Linked DNA regions of Zea mays: region 1 is linked to region 2. A link is a contact called in public Hi-C data. All regions are on one chromosome and are shown on one strand. The core of a region is the stretch at or near the end of the contact, and the rest is flanking DNA. Distances in the headings are between cores, read along the strand shown. Region 1 holds the start of LOC100194358. Region 2 holds the start of LOC100193513 (ATP-dependent protease La (LON) domain protein).

Region 1 (4,848 bases), core at 61-2,560, 270 kb before region 2:
GTAAACCCATCGTCAGCAGACACATAACAATGCATCATTTTATAAGTTCCCTGTGATGCTACCCTGAGGATGATACGCTGAAAACCTACCCAAAAACAAGTTTCCTATATGCTTCATGTTCAAGGGATAACCAAAAACATATACCATCACATTTACACACAAGGCAAGTTTCCTATATGCTTCATGTTCAAGGGATAACCAAAAACATATACCATCACATTTACACACAAGGATATGTTGTGCCGCTAAAATTGGACACTATAATAAACCCGTACAAGAACAGTATTATTCAACCAAATGGGGGAACCCAACTGAGTTTGCTTCAGTTCACTGGCAACTAAACTCGCTGGTAAGCTACAGCGCAGCCTGAGCTAATATGACTACTTTGCGAGACATTGGTACATGAAATTAAATTAAATGGTAAAACAGAAAAAAGGAAGAACAACAATAGTTAAAGTATAATTACCTCGTACAATATGTGGATCCAATTTCCATCTCTTGGGCCAGAGTAATGTCTCAATATTACTCCACATTTCTCGAATTCCCGAAGAACAAGGTTGGTGACTCCAATAGAAAATCTGTAGAAGAAGTGCCAACAGAACCGTATCAATTTATCATACAAGGCACCTACAATTAGGGCTTAGCAAATTGCTGCCGAGGGAGCAAGAAAACGCAAGGAGCGTGTCAAATCATGATGAACATGCACCATAGCACCAGAGTTACCCCTAACCAAATCTACCGTGTTCATATGCTTATCCCGACAAACTTATAAGCTAATAGTCCATGTACAACACGAAGCATAAGCATTATTTTCTCACCCAAATACAGTGATCCACTCCTCCCGTTCGGCCTCCCCACCGTTCGCCACCGGCTCCGTCCTAGCCGGTGCTTGCGCGGGGGACACCGGTGACTGAACCTCCGCTGTCGTGGCAGGAGGTGGGGTGCCAGGGCTCGCAGGCGGCGGCAAAGCGAGTACCTCTTTCCGGGCCGGCTCAACGACCCCATCCATGGGGGATCCTGGTGCCGAGAGGGACACCTTGCCCCGGGACAGGTCCCATGGCGGCGAGCAGCTGGCGGCGGCGCGGGGGGAGGGGGACGACGCGACGGGGAGGAGGTCGGACGCGGTGGGGTCCGGGGAGAAGTCCGCGGAGGCATAGAGGTCGTCGAGGGTGAAGATGGGCGGCGGCGGCGGCGTGGCGGAGGGGGCCGCGGAGGGGGAAGCCCCCGAGGCGAAGCGCGAGACGCCGCGGTGGGACGGGATCGGGGTGGCGAGGTCGCGGAAGAAGGGGGCCTGCCGTGCGCTGCGGCCGCGCCGGGAGTGGGAGGAGGAGGCCATGGGCGGGGTCGGCTGGGGGTTGAGGGTTCGGGCTTCGGAGCTGTCCTTTCCCTCCTGCTGGCCGGCCGCTGCTGCAGCCTGCAGTGTAGTGGAGGGGCGCCGATTCTTTTGCCTGCTCCTTCCTGGTTGCAGACTTGCGGTTGCTCGGCTTTATTGGGCCGCTCTGTGCCTTGTGCGACGCTAGTAATTGGCACGGGCCAGCCCGAGTTCACATCGGCCTACGGAACTTTCTCTTGCGGTCAAACGACTTGTCGCAACTTCTGAATTCTGATCATCGAAAAAAAAAAGTTGTAACTCCTCAAAGTTTTCATTGGAAGGCGTACGAGTATTTCCCAAGCTCTGAAAACTCGTACAGTTCCAAGGAGTACAAACTTTACACGAATCTTCGCGTAGCAGTGTATGATCCACGCAAGTTCTTTGCTCCTCGACACGCAAACCTGAGAAGGTACACGAGTCCCGTCCGGGGCATCTCACATTGGAAGGAAGAATCAGCAGGAACACTTCCATGATAGTTCAGGAAACCTGCGTGCCCCAGCCGTCTTGCAGGAACTAGGAAACTCCCAACAGAAATGCACCTGATTATGCTACGAATGTTTGACGATGAAGGCTACCATGCCTGCTACTGGAGAATTAGACATGCTTGAAGTTTCCGCTTGGCACAAGGTCCAGGTATCCCTCGGAGCATCTTCTCAATAGGAGTCCTAATGGGAGTTGTATTTTGAAATGTACAACTATAACAACAAAAACATGCTCTAATAGAATTATATTTCACAAAAAAAAATATAGAATTCGACCTCTCGTGTCTTAAATATAGGATCTCATATGTTGCATCCTTATACTCATTTCTAACCTTTTATTTCCTAAATAACGTGATCTGTTTTTTAATAACATGATATAAGATTCAACTATAAGAGCCGCAAATGTTTTTACTTAGGCTAGTTTAGAAATTTAAATCTCTTGTAGTTTTTGATTGGGTACTGTATCATCTTAAGGTCTAGTTTAAAACTTAAATCATCTAGGAGTTTAAGGGAATTTTTTTTCACTTGATTCCCTCTAATTTTAAGGGAATTTAAGTTTTTAAACTAATTTCACCATCGAGCACCTCTAGTACCTGAATGGGAAAGAAGAGAGGTGACTGTGGATAACAGGTTGCTGGTGCTTGGGCCGGATGTCTGCCAGCTTTGATGGGTTGAGTGAATGGGACGTGCTGCTTGTGCGCTTGGACCGTATGGGCTGAGCATCAGTATGAGGGCCAGAATAATAACTTTATCTTTAGACTTTTTTTTCTCTTTCGCTTGCATACACAACACAGAAGACACTCGTAGTCGTAGAATAGGATTCCCCGAAAAAAAGAAGTGAAGGTCGATTAATTTAAGCAAACGAATAACAATCCTTTCCACGTTATGTTTGAGCCATCATGTTTTCATGACTCGGAATTGCAGCTCCCATACGCATGCACTACACGTAGCCTAATTGAGCATGGTCGCCTATAGAGATGGCCAAATGGGCGGCACGGCATGGTTAGGGCACGACTTTTAATAGCCGTGCTGTGCCGGCACGGCACTAGTGCCTAAAGTCAGGTCCAAGCATGGCACTAAGCCTGCTTAGCCGTGCCGTGCCGGCCCGTTTAGCCCGTTTAGCCCATATAGCTCGTTTAGCCCATATAGCCCGTTTAGCCCATATAGCCCATTTAGCACTACACCACAGAATTTTAGTCAAATATTCACAAACACAGTTAAAACATACTAAAATAGCTAATATTGAACTGTTTAGTGCAATGGCTGACTCATTAATAACCTATTTAGGTAAAAACTCACCCTTATGAGAAAACCCTAGATAAGAAAAAAGATTACAGCACACAACTAACTAGTCGTGTTTGGATCTAATCATGTATAATCGTGTCTAACCGTGCCTAGGGGCTAATCGTGTCGTGCCCGTGCTGGCCCAGCGTGCCTGATGCTCGGCCCAGGCACGGCACTACCTATAGGCCCGTGCCGGCACGGGCCCGACATCAGCCGTGTCGTGCCGTGCCCAGGCACTACGGGTCGTGCCGTGCTCCGGGCCGGCCCGATTAGCTCGGCACGGCTGGCCATCTATAGTCACCTATACCATCGATCAGTTGCGTTGCACAGCAGCGCATACCACGTTTGGAGCTGAATGCTGCCTTGTGCGTGTATTACGTGTGCGTCCCGATATTTTTTCACATCAATCGCTTACCAAAAAGACTAGTCGTATGGCTATACATTGCTACGTTTTTTATATATAATATAGGATTAATTTTATTTTAATAAAACATAAAATATATATTTTCTATTGATTAGATGAGTATGAATGTGGAGCCAACAACTAAGGTTCAAACACTCACTTATACATAATTTCACCTTATTTTTTACATAAAGCTTAAATATAAAGCTTTCCAAAAGAAGGTCTTGCACCCTTATATCATTTGCCATTTTAGCAAGAGATAATAACATTGGATTGTTTCAATGATATTTTTGCCGTCTCTCTAAAGGATATTATAAAGAACCACCTTAAACAATTGTTGGGGCTTTGGTGGTTGCAATACATTTCTGTCAAATAAAACAAAACTTTTCAAACTGATCCGAGCATGCCATGTCAAATAAAGCAACACTGCAGGTCCCATGCACCCTTGAAGTGGAGCACCAAATTCACTGAATGTTTTTAGCATGGTAATCACGTGGTGCTATGAAATCTTGGAACCATTGCCTATAAGCACAAGAAGATTCTTTTCAATTTCTGATTCAATCATAGTCTCAACAGCCTTCAACATTCCAACCTTTATTAAAGATGCAAGTCTTGCAAACACATTTTCATACATTGTTCATTTTCTGCAAACAAGAGATATGCAATTTGATTCATGGGAATTCTTGTCAAATTTCATAAGCAATTGTGGCATCAAACATGCTCAGATATCTTGGCCAGAATGGAAGATAAGTTGTTAGCTAGAGTTGAAGTATTTTCACAGGCACCAAGAAGACCAATCTATCTATAGAACCTACTATTTCAAAAGAGCAGGTAAGATTTATGTAGTCTGCTGCAACAAATATAATTGCAATTGCGGTAGTGAATGTAAAAATAAGATCTGGTGATCCTATGGAAATTATCTCTGCTATTTGAGGGACAAGTATTTTACTAAACCCAATTATATTTGCCTCAAATTCAGATAGGGATATGCATGCCATGAGAGCTTGAGTTGTGTTTGCCGATTAAATGTCAATGTACATGAATTCTAGCAGAGAAAAGAATGATCCCATCTTCCGTTCAGCTGGTCTTTGAGAACCTTCTTCAGATTACGACCATAGAAGTAGCTCTCCAAGACTCAATGAAGGTTGCCGTAATTCCACAAATACATGGCATGCATCCTCATGGGCGTCGTCGCCGCCATAAACACATGCAACTCAATTCCCCGCTCCATCAATTTAGAAACGAGCAAGCAAGTAGTCGATCGCTCACCCCATATGCACCAATCTGACTCCCAAGCTCCATTCACA
Region 2 (5,124 bases), core at 1,470-3,969:
AGTGGACGTCAAATAATGAAATAAATATTTGAAGCTGCATAATAAGTGAAGGTTTCGTTAGTTGCATGCAATGTTTACTGATGTATCAAACAAAGGGGTTGTATGTTAACTAAGTGGAGTTCATAAACAGAGTAACTTATTAGAATGCAAAAAAAGGGGTATGCATCAAACAAAGGGGTTGTCATGAGGAAATGAACGGTAATTCGTGCTTAGTTGTTGGCATTCCAATATGAACAATGAATTGTGTACCAGCAAGACTGAGCAATGAACATACAACTGACATGAGCACATATTATTTGAGCTGATCGACTTAGGTGCTTGAACAAACAATAAGCACGCCACGATGACGACTATGAAAATCACACCCGACTCTTCGTGTTGTATCGTATGCTCGAAAAACTATTAGGCTTGCACATGCTCTACAAGATAACGACGGATCAGGTAAGTGTAAAAGCCTAACAATAGGCGATGGGGACAACCAGTAAACCCTAACTGGCCAAATCGCCATGAACAAATTAATCCAGCTACTAAATCAAGTACATGTACATGTAAACGGTACGGTTTAAAGACACGGAGATGTTTTTGGGTCACGGATTGAATCCGACATGAAAAACTGGGAGGAGAGAAAGGGGCGTACCTTCGACGTCGCAGCTCGAAAGAAGCAGATCTGGTGAGCGTCGATATGTCGCCGATTGGAATATGTCGCCTTGACGTGAGTCCCGCAGACGACGAACTGGCGTGCGAACACGACCGACGGCGGCGTCTTCGCACGGATCGACCGGGTCGCCGCTCGGCGAAGCTGCCGAGGGGATCCGCGTGGACGGCGGCATCTGCTGCTCGCCGCCCGGAGCAAGGCAAATCAATCGCGGCGGATGGCGGATCCACGGCAAATATCTCCGGCGGTGGTGCGGTGTCCGTGGAGTCGCCTGGAGCTCGCTCCTCGGAGTTTTCCGACCGCGCGGGCTTCTCTGGGAAGCTAGCAACCGGAGGGCACGCGAGCGCCGTAGCGTGCCCATCCATTTAGCGGGAGAGAGAAGGAATCGGGAGGGGAGAGGAGGAGGAGGAGGAGGAGGAGGAAGGCGGTGAAGAGAATAGGGGCGCACTGTAGCCCCTAAAACGGCTACAGTGTTAGGGGAGGGGAGTGGTAGCGGCGTCCGTTGAACACAGTCTAAAGCCTCCAACATTCATAAAGCGTGCCCGCGCGTGACGCTTTGGAAGCTTTGTGGAGCCCAAATTAAAGCCGAGAGAGCCCTCGGCTCCTCAAGAAACCACGGGAATGGCCTTCCGCAGCTATGTCACCGTACCGCTACTAGCCCGAAATGGCACTCCACTCCTGATATTTTTATTTATCCATGGGTAAAACCGAGATTTTTCCTCGGTGATGGCAGCATTGGCAGGGCAGGGACGCGGGGAACCAATTGGTGGCCGGCACGTTCGGCAGCGTCGACGACGTCAAACAATTCCAATCGTGCTCCCGCGCTCGCGTACTGCTTGTCAACTTTTTCCACTTTCGAACGAAGCCGGCCGTGCTGAGCCAAATCGCTCCACGCAGGCCGGCGCTGCCGTGCAGTGCAGATGGTCCGCGGTGCAGGCTTGGGGTCGTTTTCTGCGTGGAAAACTATATCAATCTATATAGGTCAGAACGATCTAACATAAATTTCATTTAAAATTCTAGTATATCCAACCACCCCAACGCACATGAACATTCAAACAAAACGTTCGAAAATAGAGCAACCATAGGCTGTGTGGGCGTGTGGCCCATGAAATCACCATATGCTCAGGGCCTTGCAAAGATATGAAATGGAGGAAAAGGAATATTGTTGTCTTTTCTTCTTCTCTTCCGTCCTTACCGAGTACTAAGTCACTTCCCCATTGAGGAATAAGTTAACTAGGGAGAAGTTAAGAGAGATATTTACCAAATGCTTATCTTAATAAAGTTTTTTTTCCAGTTTGTGCCAAAAATACAGAAGTAGAGGTTAATGTTAGTTGAGTAACGTGCATCAGGTGTCCGATAGAGACAACCGAGTCAAATTTAGGCTGATTAGACCACCTAACCAACTCAGCTAGAGACATCAAACTCACGACACGTTTGCCGCTCCGGTCATCTATTTCCAACACTGCTGCTTACATTATCGACCAGCGAAACCAAAGCCTCTCAATGGTTACTGACTCTTCTGAACAGTTGCACATAAACACAAACATCAAAGAATCTCACGACGCGAACTCCATCGAGTTTTTTTGACCAGACCACATCAGTCTAGGCTGCTCTTACTTAGCTAGTCGGCACTCAGCAGCACTAGCTTAAGAGCCTAGACGAAGGATGTATGTTACACTGAAAAACCTGTTGTGTGGTAATTGTGATTTTATCCTTCAAAGGAGTGGCAATTATGATTGAAGGATAAATTTATATTTATATGTCCTATTTCACAGAGACAGCCTTGTTTTTCGTTTAAAAAAAAGACAAGAAATCACAAAGTCGAATTTTGATGGACAAAATCACAATTACACTCGACAAGAACACAATTGCCGGTATGACAGGCCACAGAATCGGGCTGCCGGGATAGGGCGAGTGATGGTTGGGCCGTATACACGTGGGCCTGACGCTAGAGGGGAAAAGAGCTTGACCGCGTCGAGAAGTGTCTTAATGGACAAGTGGGCCGCGGGCCCGCGGCCACCATACAACCCAGCAGAAAGGCGAGGAGACGAACCGAAGATTGGCCAAATCTCGCTTGCGTTTCTGGGGTGGTGTCTCTGACTCTCTGGCTCCGTCCCCGGCACCGGCGGGCGGTGGCGTGATGGCGGACTGGGAGGGGATCCCGCCGCGGGAGCGGCGGCAGATGGAGGAGATCCTGCAGCTCGACATGGAGGAGCTCAACGTGGAGGTCGTCGACGACAACGAAGAAGACGAGGAGGAAGAGGAGGGTGACGGCAACGAGGAGGACTACGACGTCGATGCCTTCCTCAGGTGATTCGAAGGACACTGGCCACGAGACCACTGTACAATCCTTCCTTCAACTCCATGCGTGTATTTTACCCTCCTCCTCCTCCTCCAACGGTGGGCCCCACTGTGCTGCTCCATGTATTTGTCGTAGGTACCGATGTTGCTTATCCATTTCTTGTAGAGTTGATTTAGCAAAGGCCTAGCCAGTGCAGTTAGTTTTCGGTAACATTTCAACGTGGCAATTTGGAGGCTGTGGTCGGAGATCGTTAAGCTTATGAAGATCTTAAGCGTCCGAAATCCAGCCTTGAGGAGCTAGTCTATTTGCCTAGGATGGGGATTTGGGGATTTCAGCTTAAAGGAACAACAACTCTGGAAAGTCGGGGTAGTGTTAACTTCGCATCCTTCACCGACGTTTCACATTTTAGATCCATTTTCCTTCACATTTTAGAATGAAAAAATAATAGCTTGCTCTCTTTGCGATTATTTTTCCATTCTTGCAATGCCTTGTGTTTTGATTCAAATGGAATTCATGATAAGTTTGTTGACTGCTGAAAATTGCAGTTAGCTTAGAGCAATGTTCAGCCTTACAATTTCTGTGCTTATTCACTTCATTCTTTCTATACAGAGATTTGGTACCTTTGGAGACCGCCTACAGACTTTTTCGTAGTATTGTTTAGATGTTTATCCAAATTTGTTCAACCATTTGAATGTTTCTATTTATCAGAGATAACAATGGAGATGGAGTGGCTAGCACCTCTGGACCATTCACATTCAATAGGTCTCTAGCTTCACTGCACACATACCTTGGCGGTAAATGTCAACCTAATCTTAACATGTTTATCATGCCGATTGCAAACTGTGAAGCTCTTTTTTTTATATCACTCAGAGGTTGACGATACTCGGGGTAGAGTTACTCTTTTAGATGGTGGCACAATCCTCAACTTGCCAATGTTTTATCTTCAAGGTAATATCTGATTGTACTTATTCTCTCTCCTACATTCTTTATTTTCTTTTGATCATCTTTTCAGTATTTATATTAAAGGGAGATAAGTAACATTTGCTCCAACTCCACTGTACTTTCATTCATCATATTTTTATCTGCTCTTCTAAGTTGTGGTTCGCATGTTCCTGTTTAAATTATATCATTCAAGTGGCATGGATACAAGTTTCTCTATACCTGTTAGTACTGTTAGTGGGTATGTGGAAGTTTATCTTGTTTTGTAGCAGTATAATAATGTTACAAATGTATTCATATTTATGCAGTAAATATAAGACATGCGAAATTGAACAGCTCCTGCATGGTGCCCAATAGGAACGTCCAGAAGGATTAGGGTTTCTCTTGTCAATCAAGAATGATTTGCGATTTATACTAGTTCTTTGGGATCCTTGAATGTGTATGGATATCGGTTATGTGAGAAAACTTCGCCTTGGCTGCAAAGCCTGTGCATTAGAGATGAGACACACATCCACCGATCTTTCACTTGACTATGCCGGACAATGCATTAACAGATTGCAGCCATAATTTAAAACTGTCAGCTCTCATAAACAGTGTATCAGAAATAATGGTCTGTGCATTTTGGTTTTGCAGGCGTTGTTCTATTTCCTGGAGCTACCCTGCCTCTCAGAGTAATTCAGGATAGATTAGTAGTAACTATTGACAAAGCTTTGAGACTGGTCGATGCTCCATGCACAATTGGGGTGGTACGTGCCAATCATGTTAAATTCAACTGCTAGCCTGCTACTTTTTCTTGTTGATTTTATTTGTAGTGATTATGGTCCAATTATCCAGGTTCTCATGCGACGACTCCCAAATCATCGACATTATGCTACTGCTTCAGTTGGAACAACCGCAGAGGTCTTGCACACCTGTTTCTACTGTGATTTCTGTTCCATTTTGTAGATCAATTAGCGATTGTTCACCAAACTTTCATGTGGTTGGATGTCTTCTAAAGAACAATTGAATCGCGTATGAACTGCCATGTGTCTAATCATGTGTCCCCTGACTAAATACTATTGATTTTGTGTGCATAAAGCTTCAAGATTATCTCATCTCTAGTATGATTATGAACATTAACTTGTTAATATGCATCTCGTGGGCTTCATTCCCTTTTGGTTATTTAATCAACATCACAAGTTGCAACAATTTCTTCTTAAAATGCCCTGTTCAGCTCAGCTGATATTTA

What was found. Hi-C and Micro-C count contacts between places; a contact is called where the count stands out from the background.
Region 1: a Hi-C map of leaf shows a contact between it and region 2, with 10 times the contacts expected there. The contact joins the promoter of LOC100194358 here to the promoter of LOC100193513 in region 2. A contact is called at or near these places in 7 of 25 Hi-C or Micro-C datasets (bundle sheath, ear, endosperm and 3 more).

The regions. Positions count from the first base shown.
Region 1 is chr6:172,098,222-172,103,069 of Zm-B73-REFERENCE-NAM-5.0, reverse strand. LOC100194358 reads right to left here and starts at 1,310. Exons shown (of 3, transcript NM_001139393.1): 1 at 819-1,310; 2 at 467-578. The coding sequence starts at 1,009.
Region 2 is chr6:171,827,297-171,832,420 of Zm-B73-REFERENCE-NAM-5.0, reverse strand. LOC100193513 (ATP-dependent protease La (LON) domain protein) reads left to right here and starts at 2,719. Exons shown (of 10, transcript NM_001138625.1): 1 at 2,719-2,965; 2 at 3,666-3,751; 3 at 3,828-3,905; 4 at 4,530-4,642; 5 at 4,731-4,796. The coding sequence starts at 2,796.